Linked DNA regions of Sus scrofa: all the other regions are linked to region 3. A link is a contact called in public Hi-C, HiChIP or PLAC-seq and promoter capture Hi-C data. All regions are on one chromosome and are shown on one strand. Each heading gives the region's core, a stretch centred on a gene start, on an enhancer-like site or on the middle of the called end of the contact. The rest is flanking DNA. Distances are from core to core; before and after follow the strand shown. Region 1 holds the start of RBM18 (probable RNA-binding protein 18). Region 2 overlaps LOC106507054 (a long non-coding RNA gene). Region 3 holds the start of TTLL11 (tubulin polyglutamylase TTLL11). Region 4 holds the start of PTGS1 (prostaglandin G/H synthase 1).

What was found. Promoter capture Hi-C pulls out the DNA fragments that hold promoters and counts their contacts. Hi-C and Micro-C count contacts between places; a contact is called where the count stands out from the background. HiChIP or PLAC-seq counts read pairs in DNA pulled down with a chosen protein or histone mark.
Region 1: a contact with region 3 is called in a Hi-C map of skeletal muscle, with 6 times the contacts expected there. The contact joins the promoter of RBM18 here to the promoter of TTLL11 in region 3. A contact is called at or near these places in 1 of 5 promoter capture datasets (liver), 3 of 47 Hi-C or Micro-C datasets (heart right ventricle, liver and skeletal muscle) and 2 of 2 datasets of contacts at active chromatin or transcription factors (alveolar macrophages and skeletal muscle).
Region 2: a contact with region 3 is called in an H3K27ac HiChIP or PLAC-seq map of skeletal muscle, with 5 times the contacts expected there. The contact joins the enhancer-like site here to the promoter of TTLL11 in region 3. A contact is called at or near these places in 1 of 5 promoter capture datasets (liver), 7 of 47 Hi-C or Micro-C datasets (adipocytes, embryonic fibroblasts, epiblast stem cells and 3 more) and 2 of 2 datasets of contacts at active chromatin or transcription factors (alveolar macrophages and skeletal muscle).
Region 4: a contact with region 3 is called in a promoter capture Hi-C map of fetal liver, with 3 times the contacts expected there. The contact joins the promoter of PTGS1 here to the promoter of TTLL11 in region 3. A contact is called at or near these places in 2 of 5 promoter capture datasets (fetal liver and liver), 3 of 47 Hi-C or Micro-C datasets (embryonic fibroblasts and omental adipose tissue) and 2 of 2 datasets of contacts at active chromatin or transcription factors (alveolar macrophages and skeletal muscle).

Annotation. Positions count from the first base shown.
Region 1 is chr1:262,354,611-262,358,750 of Sscrofa11.1, reverse strand. RBM18 (probable RNA-binding protein 18) reads left to right here and starts at 2,471. Exons shown (of 6, transcript XM_001925816.4): 1 at 2,471-2,635. It overlaps MRRF (ribosome-recycling factor, mitochondrial), which reads right to left and starts at 2,757. Exons shown (of 7, transcript XM_003480599.4): 1 at 2,414-2,757.
Region 2 is chr1:262,436,179-262,440,335 of Sscrofa11.1, reverse strand. It overlaps LOC106507054 (a long non-coding RNA gene), which reads left to right. Exons shown (of 4, transcript XR_002337489.1): 4 at 1-998. Among named protein-coding and RNA genes, the nearest start is that of PTGS1, 18 kb to the left of the region's middle. Within about 2 kb of position 2,470, at least 25 of the 83 cell types and tissues checked have an H3K27ac peak or open chromatin away from gene starts, as enhancers often do. A contact at or near this core is called in liver, omental adipose tissue and skeletal muscle, where this site is marked.
Region 3 is chr1:262,202,934-262,206,673 of Sscrofa11.1, reverse strand. TTLL11 (tubulin polyglutamylase TTLL11) reads left to right here and starts at 1,923. Exons shown (of 11, transcript XM_021068337.1): 1 at 1,923-2,825; 2 at 2,828-3,129. The coding sequence starts at 2,423. LOC110256220 (a long non-coding RNA gene) reads right to left here and starts at 2,434. Exons shown (of 2, transcript XR_002337477.1): 1 at 2,362-2,434; 2 at 592-1,923.
Region 4 is chr1:262,453,701-262,457,625 of Sscrofa11.1, reverse strand. It overlaps PTGS1 (prostaglandin G/H synthase 1), which reads right to left and starts at 1,520. Exons shown (of 11, transcript XM_001926129.6): 1 at 1,400-1,520; 2 at 1,218-1,307. The coding sequence starts at 1,406.

The DNA.
Region 1 (4,140 bases), core at 1,222-3,721, 150 kb before region 3:
TGATAATAATAGTGAAATTATAGCTTATAATTATACACTGATAACTATGAGCCAGAAAGAATTCTAAGTGCTATATTACATACATGAACTCATTTGAGCCTCATGATAAGCCTAGGAGATAAGTACTATTATTATAATCCAGTTTATGGATAAAGAAACAGAGGCACGGATAAATCCTTTGCCCAAGATTTTATTTCAAGCAATTTTGTTCCAGAATCTGTTCTCTTAACCACTATCCTATACTGTGTATATAAAACAGTATGGTTGCTGGCACTGTTATTCAAACTACTGAAATATTTTTAAAAATTACAGAAGTACATAATCTCTATCTAAAGTTGAGGTTCTCAAAACTTGAATTTTCCTTGTGGTTTTTTGTTTTTGTCTTTTTAGGGCTGCACCCACAGCATGTGGAGGTTCCCAGGCTAGGAGTTGTCAAATCGGAGCTATAGCTGTTGGCCTACGCCACAGCCACAGCAACGCAGGATCTGAGCCGAGTCTATGACCTACCCCAGAGCTCATGGCAACGCCAGATCCTCAACCCACTGATCAAGGCCAGGGATCAAACCTGCGTCCTCATGGATGCTAGTCAGATTCATTTCCGCTAAGCCACGACGGGAACTCCAAACTGTCCTGTTTTTCATAGAAGGCACATTTTAATGTTGTAAAGAACTAGATGAGGAAAACACACGTCCTGGCTCATCCACTACGCCAGCAACCCCTACCAATCCAGTCGTGTATTAGCTTATAATACGCTAATAATACACACAGACCCTTGCTGTACATAAAATACTTTCATATGTATTACCTGATTCCCACAATAACCAGGGTTATGATTACCACCCACATTTTACAAAGAAGCAAACTGATCTTCCATTTCCGTGAATACTCCTCCTGCTTCAGGGCCTTCAAACATACTGTTGCATCTGCTTGCAAAGGTCTTCCCACACCTCTTTAATGAACAACCTCACATTTTCCTTTCAGACTGCAGCTTAAACATCACTTCCTCAGAGGAAGCCTTCCTTGGCTGCCTCCTCTAGCCCAACAAGTCAAATGTCCTATAGCCCACTTTCATAACACCCTGTACTTTTTCATGGCACTTTAACAATATCAGCTAATATTTGTGCAGTTATTTGATCATGGTCTAATTCCCCCCATAAGACTATAAGCACCACAAGGACTAATGTATGCTTGTCTTGTTCATGGCTGTGTCTCCAGTCTCCAGCACATTCCTGAACACAGAAGACTCTGAATAAATGTGATGAAAGATGAGTGAAAGTCTAGAAAGGTTAAGTCCTTCCTCAAGGTCACAATGCTGGCACCAGAACTGAAATCTAAGCCCCGGACAGTAGGTCCTGGGCTCTGTTTCCCAAAACTGCTTCCAGTGTCTCTTGGTTGACAGATTTTTCACTTAGAGATAATAAGGCATATTATTCTCTAAATTCGGTGCCTTGTGAGGGCATTTATAGTATCTGACTATATATAAGATCACATCCCTGGCACAGCTAAAGGAAGGATAAGACACTTTAACAGATGGAGAAAGAGCCTTTGCCTAAGAGCTAGGAGGCCTGGATTCCGATATTCCTATCTCATCACTCCTGCCAACTATCCTTTTTAGATTCATAACTACTCTGTATTCAAAAAGTATTTGTGAAAGCTCTGCCGCTGACGACTTATATCAAGTCATTTCTTCTGAGGTTGTTTCCTCAACTATAACACGAAGAGTCAGACCAGACTTTCATTCTTTCTAGCTATAGAGCCTTCAAGATTCTGAGAATGCAATAGAGTGGGGTGAGTGGAAAAAAGCATCCAACTCAGAGAAGACCTGGGAAAGAATGCTGGTTCCAGCACTTCCTGGGTATGTGACCTTACATAGGTCAAACTCTCTTGGCCTCAGTCTCATCTGCAGATGACAATACGACTTGTTAGGGTTACCGGGACGATCGAATGAGATAAGAGCTGCAGAAGCACTTTACCAATATAGAAGGGCTACTGAAATGACTGTTTTGTCACTGGACGGCACAGAGTAATGTTGGAATTGAGTCCCCTCACTCACTAGCCGCGTGACCGTGATGAAATTACTCGTTCGAGCTTCCGTTTCTCCATCATGGGGAGAAACCTCCCACGGGATTGTTCAGAAAATTAAATGTTCCTGCCAGGTAGCGGGCAACTAAGTACCTGATACTATTTAGTAACCTAAGCCTCCCATCCTGGAAGTTCCTAGCTGATGCGATTAGCCCCGCCCCCAACCCGTGAGACTCTCGGATCTACCAGTCCCGCCCCCATCTGTAAAGGTCAAGCCGGATTCCAACGGAATGCATCGGGAACGGTGTTCCGGGCCCTAACAGTCCCCTGAGAAGTCCCTGAGCAGAAGTCTCTGGCGCGCGAGCCTCAAGACTATACCGAGGACACTCACCAGCTAGCTCCCAGGGTACTAGGAAGACTCGCGCGACCGCGGCGACGGAGGCGGCGCGGGCGTCGTGACGTCACGGGGCGGTGCGGCGGCGCAGGCGTAGTGCGTCAAGGGCGGCCTGGCAGCTGGCGGCGTTGAGGTGGACGGGTGTAGAGGGCCGTGGGACCGCGGAGACGGGACCTGCTTTGGGGGCATGAGCCGAGGAGAGGACTCCGAAGTCACGAGGTGAGTCCGGCCACAACGCGCCTCTACCCTTTAGCGCCGGCCCGACAAGGAGTTCCCAGCGGAGGCTCCCCCAGTGAGACGGCTCCTCAGACCCCGCCCCGGATCGTCCCGCCGCTGGCCCGGAAATATCAATCCGAGTAATGACCCCTCGCAGCTGGGAATTCGCGGCCAGGGATCGGGAAGCCGGGATTCAAGCCTTGACCCCACCATTACCATTAGCTTTTTAAGAAGAAGCGCCTTTGCTTCTCTGCACTTCAGTTTTCCCAAATGACTGTTCTTGGCTTCCAGGGTAGTTATAGCTCAGCTGGGCGGGGGCGGGATGGGGGAAGGCTAAAAAGCGTTTTGTGAACTGTGAATCTGAAGGGTTGTCGCCATTGCAAACCCAAGAATTTTGAGATAGTTGCATGCCATCTTAATCACTTATCACACTTTACCATTTCTCAAAAAGCTCTGTGCCAACTTATCAAATGTATTGCCATATTTTAGCCTCATAACAACTCGAGATAAGGATAATAATGCCCATATCAAGGAAGAAGAAAAAACGGAAGCTCCAAGTGGGGAAATGGCTTGCCTGCTTCATTCATTCGTTCATTCACTAAACTTTGAGCACCAGCCAGGAGCCAGTGTACTAAGTGCGGGGATGGGGAGGGGGATAGAATCATCAAAATAATCAAGACCCTGCTCAGTAGTAGCTTACTTTCTCATATCTTACTTTCTAGTGAGGGAAACGAAAGATAAAACAACGTATAAGGCATTGAACTGGTATTGAGTGGAAAGAAAAAGTGCCTGTGATAGAGACTAACAAGATGCCCTTACTCTGTTAAGGGAAAGCTTTTCTAGGGCTAGAGGACACTTGAGGGGAGATCACGACTTGAGTCACAAAATAATAAATCCTGGGTGCAAAAGCCAGTATTTGAGTGCCTGTCTTTTGGCCCCATACCCTGTACTCTTTCCCCTTAAAATGATTCACTTGTGTGGTATTAAGTACTTGTTGGTATTATTTATTGCTGTTTTTAGACATGAGAGAGTCAGAAGGGTCTACATTCAAGTCTCGTCTCAAATGTCATTTCCCTTAGAGGGCTTTCCACTCATTCTGAAGTAGTCCAGCCCCAATCTCCTTGTCAGATCTCCTTGCTTAACTACGTTTGCAGCACTGATCACAAATTACGCCTTGTATATTTATTTTGCATTTGTTTTGTCCTGCCCCTTTTCTAAATATGTGTATCCAGAAGGCAGAAACCTTGCTTGTTCACTGCTCTGTCCCCAGGACCTAGACGATGCCTGGAAAATACAGGCTTTTTTGAATGAATGGTCTGTAAGAAAGTAGAAGGAAAGGAAATCCAGGAGAAGACAAAATGTTTCTCCTCCCCCAACCTCCATGCCTGGGATTCTAGTCATGCCTATTTCTCCTTTCTCCCAGGAAGTAAAAGCAAGAACTGTGGCTTATTCATTTCTCTTTTTCAGCAGCTGGTAGCTGCTTTTCACACATTACAGAACAGATTGAA
Region 2 (4,157 bases), core at 1,221-3,720, 230 kb before region 3:
TAAAAGAGGCTGGGGTTTTCAAACTCTAGAGTTCTTCAAAGCTGAAAGGAACTGCAAAGCTGTGCTGGGGACAACACAAGGCCATATGGCAAAAGCCAGGCACTCAGGGATCAGCCGTTTCCTGCCTTTCATCCTTTTATGTCTCACATTCTGAACTCCTATGCAAGCTTTTGTTTGAGGAAGAAATCTGCTGGCTCAGGAAGGGCAAGAGATTTGCCCAATGTCACACAGCAGAGGCTGGGAAGAGGAGGGCAAAGAAGAGGGGTCAGAGATGTGAGGTCAGAAATCTGTGGGGAGCTCCCAGATGAGAGGCTGAGGCCACAGGCAGGAGAGTGAGCATCAGAAACCAGAGGTTTGTACCAGAGAAGTGAGACCAGGGCGGAAGAGCCCAGGCAAGCCAGCTCAGAGCACAGATTCAAGGTCAAGTTCCAAACTCAGAGGCCAAAGGCAGGGGTGCAATTCACTGCTTTTATTTACTGAGCAACTACTATGTCCCAGGCAGAGTTCCAGCCCTGGGGTGCAGCCGTGGACCAGACGAGGTCCCTGCCCTCGCACAGCTCACATTCCGGAGGGAGGGGAGGGGCAGGAAATAAACATTATTTTAAGAAAACCTATGAACCAACCAGCCAGAGCTAATAGGAAGAAAATGAAACAAGGACAAGGAGAGACTAGCGGTAGGTGGGCTAGTTCATACAGGGTGGTCAGGGAGGGCCTCCCTGAGGAGGTGACATTTGAGCTAAGCTCTGAATGAGATGGGGCCTGCCTGTGCCCCAGCTGGGGGTGAGGGGGTGGAGTTGCTGAGTTGCTGGCCTGGAGAGCCTGCAGATCCACTCTTCCAAGTTGGGCCGGCTGGGCAGGAAGTCGGGCCCCCTGTAACCGTATCCCCAGGAAGGAGGAAGCCAGGAAGGCGCTTTCAGCAGTCGTATTCATCAAGGCAGCCTGCACTAAGCCCCAGGCAGCACCAGAGGCTCCTCAAGGCCCCTATCCACCTTCAGCTGCCTGGGGAGGAGACAGCAAGGGAGGGAGGGCGGGAGAGAGGGCAGCCTAGAGTGGGCCCTGGATTCTCTTCCAGACAGTAAATGCTTCCAGGTTCCTGGGGAGCATTCCGTGGGTCACAGCCGCATCTGATCTCAATTACCCCTGGTGTAGGGTTCCCGGGCAGGGCGGGGGCAGAGGTGGAGAGAAGGCCGTTTCTCCATAATCAGAAGCTCCTGGCCCAGAGAGTAAAGGCACCCCAGGACAGGCTCCCCAAATTTCAGCACTCAGGGAGAGGGTTCTCCCTAGAAGGAAAGGTCTGGCTGTAGGTGGAAGGCTTCTGTGTCATAACCATTTTGCTGTGTGGCCTAGTGCAAGTCCCTTAACCTCTCTGGGCCCCTGTTGGAAATGGTGAAGATTGCACTTTTCCTTCCAAGAGGCAAGAGTACAGTCCAGGCCTGGAGGGTAGAACTTAGTGCTGTGGACTGAGTGGGCTTGGCTGGAATGCAGTGGAGTGGCTAATCTTTTACTTTTTCCTGCCTTGATTAGATCTTAACCCTCCCGCAAAAACCTTCCCACCCAAAATTATGGTGCCAGAGTTGTAGGAATTAACATCTCCTAAAACAGACCAGGGACAAGCCCCTCTCCCCCTTCCCTAACCTGCTGGGGGAGACATTTCACCTCTCAGTTTACTCCTCCCACTTCCAGAGGAGATGAGAAGATCAAGAGTGTAACAAGCTGTAAAGCGCTTTGAAAGGACACACATCAGTAACCGTGTTCATTGGATCAATTTTACAAACAACAACAAAAGTTGGCTGAACAAAAATGCCATAAAAGTAGCCAAACTTGTAAGCACGGAGGGAGAGAGCCTTTACTTGTAAAAAGGCTGCTGGATACCCTGTGATTGAAGAGAGAAATCCCGAGCAAGCCTTTCTCCCCACCCCCCGGGGGCCTCAGTTTCCCCTTCCATAGCAGAGCCTGCAGCCCAAGTTCCAGCCTGAAGAGGGCCCTTTCGGGCCTTGGCCTGGGCTGCGCTTTTTGCACAAAGGGGCAACACCTGTGGGTGTTCTTGAGTAGGTGAAACATTCCCTTGCAGCCCGGATTTCACTTTGGCAATAGGGGTAGTAGTTTTTAGTGGGACAAGCAAACTGGAGGCGGAAGAGGGCGGGATTCAGGGAGCGCCCGGGGTGTTTGCGGAGGTGAGCTTCCAGACGCTAATTTTCATTTACGCGGGAGGAAACGCAGGCTCGGGAGGCGGCGAGCCAGAATTCGAACCCGGGGCTGGCGGGCCACATGGGCGGGGCGCGTTCCTCCTTCCCCGGCCTCCGGCCCGGAGCGGATGCCAGGTCAGCTGAGCGCGGGGCCCGCCGGCCGGCCGCTCGGCGGGCGCTGCTTTCTCCTTTCATGTCCGTGCGGGGCCGGGAACTCCCTGCCCGGGGCCGTGGCCCGCGAACAATGCGCCGCTTCCTGCCGCCCGGCCCGCTGCGGCCGCCGGGAAATGGGTCGGAGCCCGGTCGGCCGCGCCGGGACAGCGAGTCACGCCCCGAGGCACGGCGGGGGCCGGGCAGGGATGGAGGCGACGTGACGGCCCGACGGGCGCCCATCATTTAGGAGCGCACAGAGCAAGCGGCTCAGGTGGGTCGCGCGCCCCTGAGGGGTCTCCGCTTCATCCTGCGCTGGCCCGCATGGAGCTGCGCCTCGCGTCTCCAGCCCGCCTGGCTCTCTGCTAGGCGCCGGCATTGAGCAGAGAGCAAAACCGAGAGAAGCCCTAGGACTCCGGAAATTACGTTGCAGCGAGGGAGAAGGCAATGAACATCACATAGTACTGACTTAAATTGTGTTGTTTTTTTGTTGTTTTGTTTTTTTTTCAGAAAATAAAAAGGGGACTGGCATGGGACATTGGGTCTATTTTAAACAGGGTGGTTACAGGTAATTTTTTTTTTAACTGAGAAGGTGTCATTTGATCAAAGATGCAGAGAACATGAATCACAAATACATACATCTCAGAAGGATATGCCGTATAGCCTAAGTCTATGCCTTAGACACACACATGCACATTTACATCGTGGAGCCTATATAAGCGCTTCCCGTGTGTGGGCATATGAACCACATACAATGCATTGTATCTGTACAGTATGCATATCCACCACATGCATATCTGTATCCATACACATCACCTCTACGCACACACAAATGTGCCCTGCAGTGTGCACACGTGCGCATTTATCGCCATGCCTGGACTTAGATCATTACCCATTGACATACATTCTTCAACCCCGAGGGCAGAGCCCCATGTACAAGTAGAGGCTCATATACATCACACGCCTCAAGGAGTGTGATTTCCCTGATTTCATATGCCACTTGTTAATGTCATAATACATCAGAACAAATTTATTTACACGTCGTGTTCATTATGTAAAATGTATCACATACGCATATATCCAAGTTCATGTATGGTACACTTTACATAAATGGATGCCTCTTATACCCTCCCACAAACACACCTACCAGTCTCTCTCCCACGCAAATATACTACACACACATTGCCCACATACTGCCTTGTACCTGTTTTATACATCCTAGACACATCCATCATGTGCAAATAACAGTGATAAGAGTCACAGAATACTTACTATGTGCCAGATACAGTGCTAGGTACTTGGATTATCTTAGGACAACCTTATGAAATAGGTACTATCTGTTTAAACTGGCTGTTAAAAACTCGCACTGCAGGCAGATTGCCTAGGTCTAAATCCTGGCTTCACCATGCTCTAACCTCAGAGAGCTTCAGTTTCCCCATCTATTAAATGGGGGGGGGGGGCACAAGAAGTACTTACTTTTAGGGTTATTATGAAAAGTCAGTAGGATAATAATGCATGAAAATAATAGTACCAGACAAAGTAAAAGTTTGCTGGGTTTGTTTAATTTCTAGTATCCATTTTACAGATGAGAAAAGTCAGGCTCAGAGAGGTTAAATGCATTGCCTGAGATCAGACAATCTTTAAGTGGAGGAGGCAGGTCTAGAGCACAGGTCTGGGTGGGCCATACAGTTCAAGTTCAGGCCCTCAAAGCATTCCACCACTCCTGCCCCCATATCACACTACGGGGACAAGTGACACACACGGCAGGCACACACACCATGCAGACTCCATCTGCTCCCACTTTTAATATATGCATCACAC
Region 3 (3,740 bases), core at 674-3,173:
TACTTTCCTCCCTAGGAAAGCTTCAGATGATTAAAATGCTAGGATACACAACAGGGTTTGCCATACAGGTGTGCTCAATGAACAATGGCTATTATGTTCATTCAAAAAGAAACAGTTAACCCAGAACTGCATATGAAGCCTTTTGCTCTCTTATTAGGATTGACCCCCTCCCCCTTGCAGGGACTCCAGTGCTCCCAGGGGGCCCCATCACACCCTGTCTAAGAGGAAGAGGTTTTTGGATCTGAGACTTAAAAATAAACAGCTCACTGAGAAGACAGGGGGCCAATGGCAGCTTGCACTAGGCAGAGCAAGCAACACTGGCAGAAGCCTAGAGGGGCAAAAGTGTGTGTGTTTGCCAGTAGAGCTGGGCAGCAGCTGTTCAGTTTTACTCAGATGTTTGTTGCTAAGGGACCTCCCATGCCCCTCATCCTGCTTCAGTCTCTTCAAACACCGGGCCTCGGGCGCCACCTGGTGGCAGCCTCTGATACTAACAGGGCAGAAACCAACAACAGGAATAAAAGCTGCCCACACCTCGGTCCCCTGAACTATCCCTTCCTGTCTCTTTCCCCGGAAATGGACTTGCTATAAGAGTTATAGAACAGCAATCAAGACACATTTTTATTAGAAAATTGTGTTTTCCAGTTATGAAAACAATGCACAGTCATCGTAGAAAACTGGGAAAACATAGAAAAGAATAAGGAGGAAAGTTGCCACCCTCAACTCCATCACCCAGAGCATCCACTATTAATAGTCTGGTATATTTGAATCCAGTGTTTTTTCTCTGCATGTAATTTTCTTGTAATCCACATAAGCTGAGGCTTAGTGCATATATCTTTTTAGTTATACATACATATACATGGATATGGACCATGTTTAAATACACGTGGCTTATTTTTGTGAACAAAGGCATGGTGTAGGGGTTAGTGTGGGTGTTGGGAGAGGGGTGCTAGTGTCAGACCACCCTGAGTTTGAATGCTGTCTTTGGGTAAGTGATTTCTTTTCTCTGAGTAGCAATTTCCTTCCCCATCTGTAAAATGTGGGAAAAAGAGGACTTACCCCACAGCTGTGGTAAACATTAAATGACACAACATATGCAAAATTAGTACAGCCCCTGGGACAGTGAGAATTCTCACTGATATCAGATTACCACGGAAATCTTAGTCTGACTTTCTGATTCTTAGCAGAAACCTCCAGAAATGAGATGGGTTACTGGGTCCAAGGGTAGGAAGAGCCTCCAGGTTGAAAGAGTTTGCCAAAACTGAGAGAAAAATTTCAACCAAGAGCGCATGTCTCCAGCACCACTGCTGTTCTCATTTGTCTCTCTGTTCTTCCAGGACCTGTTCATGCAAAACAGTCTTTAAGTATCACGATTATTACCAGTTCACGTAATGTTGCATCACCAGGATAATGTTTATCCTAAGTGGCTAAAGCTGTTATTGACATTTGCTATAATTCGCTTAAGTATTTAAGTATTTAATATCTGAGCAGTTTATTTTTCATTCATTCATTTGTTCATTCATTCATTCATTCATTCAAGAAATTGTTATTGAATGCCTACTGCCTGACAGGCACTGACTGGGCATTGGAATTTGCTGGTCAACTGGAACAGGACACTCCTTACTCACTGCATTTGGTCTTTAGCCAGTGAGACAGACCATTACAAGTAAGCAAACAAGTAAAACTCTGATTGAATAAGCTAGACACAAAGGGACAAATATTGTTTGATTCCACCTCTATCAGCTATTTAATAAAGCACACAGAGACAGTAAGATGGTGGTTCAGGGGCTGGGGGAAGGGGCATGGGGAGATATGGGTTAATGGGTACAGGGTTTCAGTTTGAGAAGGTGAAAAATTTCCACAGATGAATGATGATGATGATTGCACAACAATGTTATTATGTATTAATGCCACTGAACTCCATACCTAAAAGTGGGGAAAGTGAGACATTTTATGTTATGTTTGTTTTACCATAATTTAAAAACATGACATAATAGTTAAAGGAATGATTAATGTCTTCGACTCAACCACGAATCTTCAAAACTTCCCCATTCCATTGGGAGCTCCCTGAGAACCGGGATAAGTGTCTCCCCTCTCAGTCTGGGGCCTCTCCTAGGTCCAGAAAGGGATTTCTTCAAATCAGGAGCTGCACCTTGAGGGCCTGGCCTCGTCAAGTCCATCATCAGACTGAGGTGCTCCTTGACGGGGTCGTGCCTCCCTCCATCACACCAGGAGTTATCCCCGTGAGAGTGTATGGGGTGGGGAAAGGGAGCTTCTTGTTTGAAACTGATGTCTCTCAGTCCCAGCCCGGGCCTCACATGCGCCCAACGCCTTTCTACCCCCAGGTTCACCGCAGCTTCTCACCTCCAAGCTCTGCGCGCTGCTCAGGGTGGGCGGGCTGAGGACGCTTCCGCCCTCTTCCAATATGGCCGCCCCCGCCTCTGTGACAGGCCCGGTCACGTGGACAGCCTCGCCTATGAGGTCGCCGGGGCCTGGACGGCGATTGTCCCTTCCCGGGCCCCATCCCGAGTCGGCGACTGCCCTTGTCAACCGGAGCCTGAGCGATCATGGCAACGGGCTCGGGCGGGGAGCGCGTGGCGGCGGCTGCGGCGGCAGCGGCAGTTTGGTCGCGGGCCGGCGCGGCGGAGCGGCGGAGGCGCAGGCGGCGGCACTGGCGTTGGCACCGGCCGTGAGAGCCATGCTGCCGGGCAGCCCCGAGAGGGAGCTGACGGCCTGGTGGGAGGCGGAGGCCGTGGATGCGGCCAAGGCTCAGGCTGCGAAGGACCAGGTCCGTGTGGACCCGGGTGCGGCCGGGGAGCCGGAGCGCAAGGGGGGGAGGAGCAGCCCAAGGAGCCGGCTCCGGGGCCGCCCAGCGCGGCCGAAGAGGGCGATGCCCGCGTACCCCCGCGGCCCCCGCGAACGGTGCCGGTGTCCAGGCCGAAGCCAGCGCCGGCGCCGGCTCAGGGCCTCTGCCCGCACGGGAAGTCCAGGAGCAAGGGCCGCAGCTGCAAGCGGAGCTCTAACCGGTCCAATGAGTATTGCTCTCTGCGGCCCGTCACCGTGGACAGCTCCAAGGCCAGGACCTCCCTGGACGCCCTGAAGATCAGCATCCGCCAGCTCAAGTGGAAGGAGGTGAGGCCCGGCCCGCCGCGTGGGCACAGGGGGGTGGACTGGACTGGCACAGAGGGTCCGGCCGGCCCAGGCCAAGTCTGAGAGCCAAGCTTCAGCTGTGCGCTACACTTGTCAGCCGCAAACTTCTCATCCTTCAAAGCCTAGCCCCCAAGTCACTTAACTCAAGTTGGCTTCAGACCCCTCCGGGTTAAGTTAGCCATCCCTTCCTCTGGCTTCGCTGCAGCTCCATGGTCTCCAGCCATCAGCACTTGGCTCCCTGCATTGTAGATGTTTCTTTATATGTGTGTCTCCTCTACCAGTTTGCGAGTCCCCGGGGCCCTGGACCCTCTTTCACTTCCTATTAAGTTGTAGTTACTTAGCATTTACTATGTGACTCTTGGGGCAGTTGAACAGTTTGTACTTTGGAGGTAGACAGGTCTAGGGTCACCACGCTGCCACTTAGCTGTGTGACCTTGAGCAAGTTGCTTCATCTCTTAAGCCTCTTTCCTCCTTTATAAAGTGAGGCTAATAATACCTATCTCATAGTTTTTTTAGTATCAGAAGACTCACTGCTTATTGTCGTATAGCCCAAGTATGCAATAAGTGCTAACTAATGTTACCGGCCACTCCTC
Region 4 (3,925 bases), core at 271-2,770, 250 kb before region 3:
CTGGCCATATAAGACTTCCTCCTCTTCTTCCCACAAACCAGATCTTTGTTCATACCCAAACTCTTGCCTAGAGCACCCTCCCTCTGCCCCTTGGCTTCCCCAAATGCCAGCTTCTCGAACCCCCTCCTCCAGCAAACCTGGTCCCCTTCCCAGTGCATGTAGATAATGCTCCCTCTCTCCTCTGAGCATTGCAAGCAAAAGCTCAGTTCCCCACCCCCTCCTACTGTCTCTTGTCCCCATTTTGCAGACAGGAAACGGAGACCCGGAGAGGGATGGCTCACACAGCTAGTGGTGAAGGAAGCTCTGTCCAGACCTTGTACACACACACACACACAAGCAATAACTGGGGGAGGGGGTGGTCGAGGGAGGAGCTGCATTCCTTCACCTGGAACCTGGTATATGTGTGGTAGGGGGCAGGGGTGGTGGAATTTTACACGATCTGACTTTCCCCATCATTTCTGGGGTGATGCAACCAGGGTCCATTGGTTGAGGGAGAAGAGGGCAGGGAGCACCCTCTGTGGGAAAGACCCTGCAAAGTGCCTAGAATCAGACAGATCCAAGCGCAACTCTGACCCACCACGTTCTGTGCAACTTGAGAGGGTACAGCTCTTAGGTGAGCCTCAGTTAACACAGATGTGGAGACCTCACAGGTGAGGACTTAAACCTCAGGGGAAGCAAACCATCCCTCTTCCTGGAATGATGGGTGTACCCAGGGTCCTCACCATGGGAGAGCCTGGGAATTTGGAAGGGTCCCAGAAAGTTAGAGGCTGGACAAAGAGACCTCGCCAGCCGCCTTCCCCTGGGCGCCTGCTGCTTCCTCCACAAGGGGCCGGAAGGGGGAAACAGCGAGACTGTTGGGGCCAGAGTCGGCTTGGACAGCTGGGGGCCCAGAACAGTGAGGCGGCTGGAGAGGGGCTGTCCCTTTTCCCAAAGCCAGCAAAAAATCCCAGTCTGCCCTCCCCCCCCAAAAAAAAGAAGCCTGCGGCGTCCTGGACAAGGACACACACACACACACACACACACACACACACACACACGCACCAAGGGTCTGCGGAGAGCCCGGGTCTCACCTACACACTCAGCCCTCTCCCCGCTCCCAGACACCGCGAACAGAAAGGGGAAGCTGGGCCCGCCGGAGGGAGAGGGGACCCTGGGTGAGGGGCCAGGCAAGGGACGCAGGACTCAGGGCTCCTCCGGGGTAGGAAAGGGCTGCCTACCCGGTGCAGGCGCCCGGGGGTCCTCGGGCAGGGCCGGGGGTGGCGGCAGCAGCAGCAGAAGCAGCGGGAACCACAGCGAGAGACTCCGCACTGCAGAGGGAGAGAAATGAAGGGCTGAGCCTGGCATTCAAGGCTCCACCGGGAGGCAAAGGGGATTCTGGGGGCACCCGGGCCAGACTTACGGCTCATGGTGCAGGGCGGCTGATGGGGTGCGGGATACAGACTGCCAGCTCCCTGGGTGAGTTTCTAACTCTGCCCCGGAGCTCTGGCCCGCCTGGCCCGCCCCCTCCCCACCCATTCCCTGGCTCCACCTCTCCAGCCGGCTGTCACCTCGGCCGCCGCCCACTTACTTCCTCTGCTCCCGCTCTGGCCAAGACATTTTATTAATTATTTTATGATTGCAGCTAAGGTGGTTTTTCACCCGAGATCCTTGAGACGCTTGAGCTTTTAAAACCCAGTAGTACCAGAATTGTGCCCATTAGGAAGATAGGAAACTGAGGCCCAGAGATGATGTGCAAGTCACCCAGGGCTTCAGGGCAGAACTGAGGGTATCTTGGGCTAGAAGCCGCTGCTCCCAACCACACACCCTGCCCCCCCAGAGCAGAAAGAGGCTGGAAAAGGAGCAGTCCAGGCTGGCCTGAATGTAGATTCCTGGATGGGAAACCCACTACCCTCAGATCCAACTGGGAGGACTGGCTCCCCTTCTGCCCCCCGCCCCCCACCAGGGGCTGGGCTCTACCCTCTAAGGCTACAGTGTCTCTGCCTGAGCCTGTGCTGCCAGAGGGAAGAGCACAGGCTCCAAGTCCAGGGGACCTGATCTAAATCCAGACTCTACAGCTTACTAGCTGTGTCACCTTGGACCTGGTACTTACCCTCTCTGGTCCTCAGTATTCTCATCTATAAAATAGGGATGCTAGGGAGTTCCTGCCATTGTGCAACAGGTTAAGGATCCAGCGTAGTTTCTGCAGCAGTGCGGGTTTGATCCCTGCCCTGCACAGGGGATTAAGGATCCAATGTTGCTGCAGCTGTGGCATAGTTCACAGCTGCAGCTCAGATTTGATCCCTGACCTGGGAACTTCCATATGCTGAGGGTGTGGGAAAATACATAAATAAATAGGGATGCTAATAAGACCCATCCCAGAGGACTGTTGTAAGATTCATGAGTTAATGCACACAAAATTCTTGATGCGGTGCCTAGCACATCATAGATGATCCATTATCAGGAGGCAGTATTTTCAAAGATCTCCTGACTCAAATTCCAGGGTGGCCTAGGAGTCACACCAAGCTGCCTACTTTGCAGAATCCCAGCATCCAGCTTCTCTTTTCTGTAGCTGGGGAAATTGATCTCAGAAGCGGGCTGAGCCCGAGGTCACCCAGTGTCTCCTGGGGCCCCACACCCACAGATTTTCTCCCTCAGCCTCTCCACCACACCCAGCCAGTCTATGGGCCCCAGAGCCAGGGAAGTCCAGGTGAGAGGGCTCAGCGGTCCTTACGCAGGTCCCAGGCCTCCTGGGTGCAGGGCGGGAACCATGAGAGGTGGGAGAGGTGAGCCTGCTGGGGCGCCCCTCCTGCATCTCCACCCGAGCTGTTCCCATGCTGCCCTGGGACAAAAGCCAGCTGCCCCAGGGAGACAGAGCAAGCCAGGGCAGACGTGGGGAGGGAGTGGAGGGCTTGGGGTGCTGGGACAGCCTGACTGGATCCAGAGCTCCCTGGTGACTACCCAGGCAGGGTGAGGAGACAAAGGCATGGATTATCAACCAGAGGGCTGAGCTCAGGGTGGAGATTTGGGGTTCCAGTGATCCAAAGAAAAAAGGGATTTCTGATGATGAATAAAGGAGAGAAGAGCTTGGATGAGGCCCCATCTTCACTCCCAGGCCCTCCCTCCCTTCAGGCCCTGGGCCCAGCCAGTTACCAGGCCTGTACCTCCTGCTGACTCCTTGCTCCCAAGCCACCCTCCCAAAGTCAAAGGAACAAGCACCTGTGTGCCCTTAGCAGTGGGAGAAAGAGCCTTAGGCTGGAAATCGGTAGAACCAAGTTCATGTCTCAGCTCCCCCATGACTGGATCTCAGACAAGTGTCTGCATCTCTCCAGGCTTCTGGCTCCCCATCTGAACAGCACAAAGGTGAAATCAGATGGCTTCTGAGAACAGGTGTGGCATGAAGGGATCGAGCCCTCACCAGGGCCAGGCTTTGGGGCTGGCACTGGAGATCCTGAGGTGGACACAATGAAGGAAAGGCTGGAGGCAAGATGAGTGACAGGGTCCCTGTGCAGCCCCCCAGGGACAGGACCAAGAGGGCCAATGGGGAAGGAAGATGAGAGAAATGGTGGCAAGAGCTGGGCACTGGAGCTTTAGGGAAAGAGAGGAGGAGGACACCTAGGTTCCTGGCTTGGTGCTGGCGCTAATTCCCAGGGAGGGGAAGAAGGCGGGGGTAGGTGGCATCAAATTTGGACTCACTCTGCTTGGTCCATTTCGGTGTCAGGTCTGCCTGCAGCTAGATACACAGGGGGGAGGTCCGAGCTAGCCCCACCCCAGCCCTGGGAAAGGCCGTAGCACAGGGTCACTTTCCCTGTCCCTCTTCTCCAAAGCCTGTAGCCTCAACACCTGTGGGGTTTCCTAATCCTCAGGATGGTCAAAGACTATTCGCTGGGCAAAGCCCAGCTCTACGTCCTCCTTTGACACACCTCCTCCTCCTCCTCTGTCCCTGGGT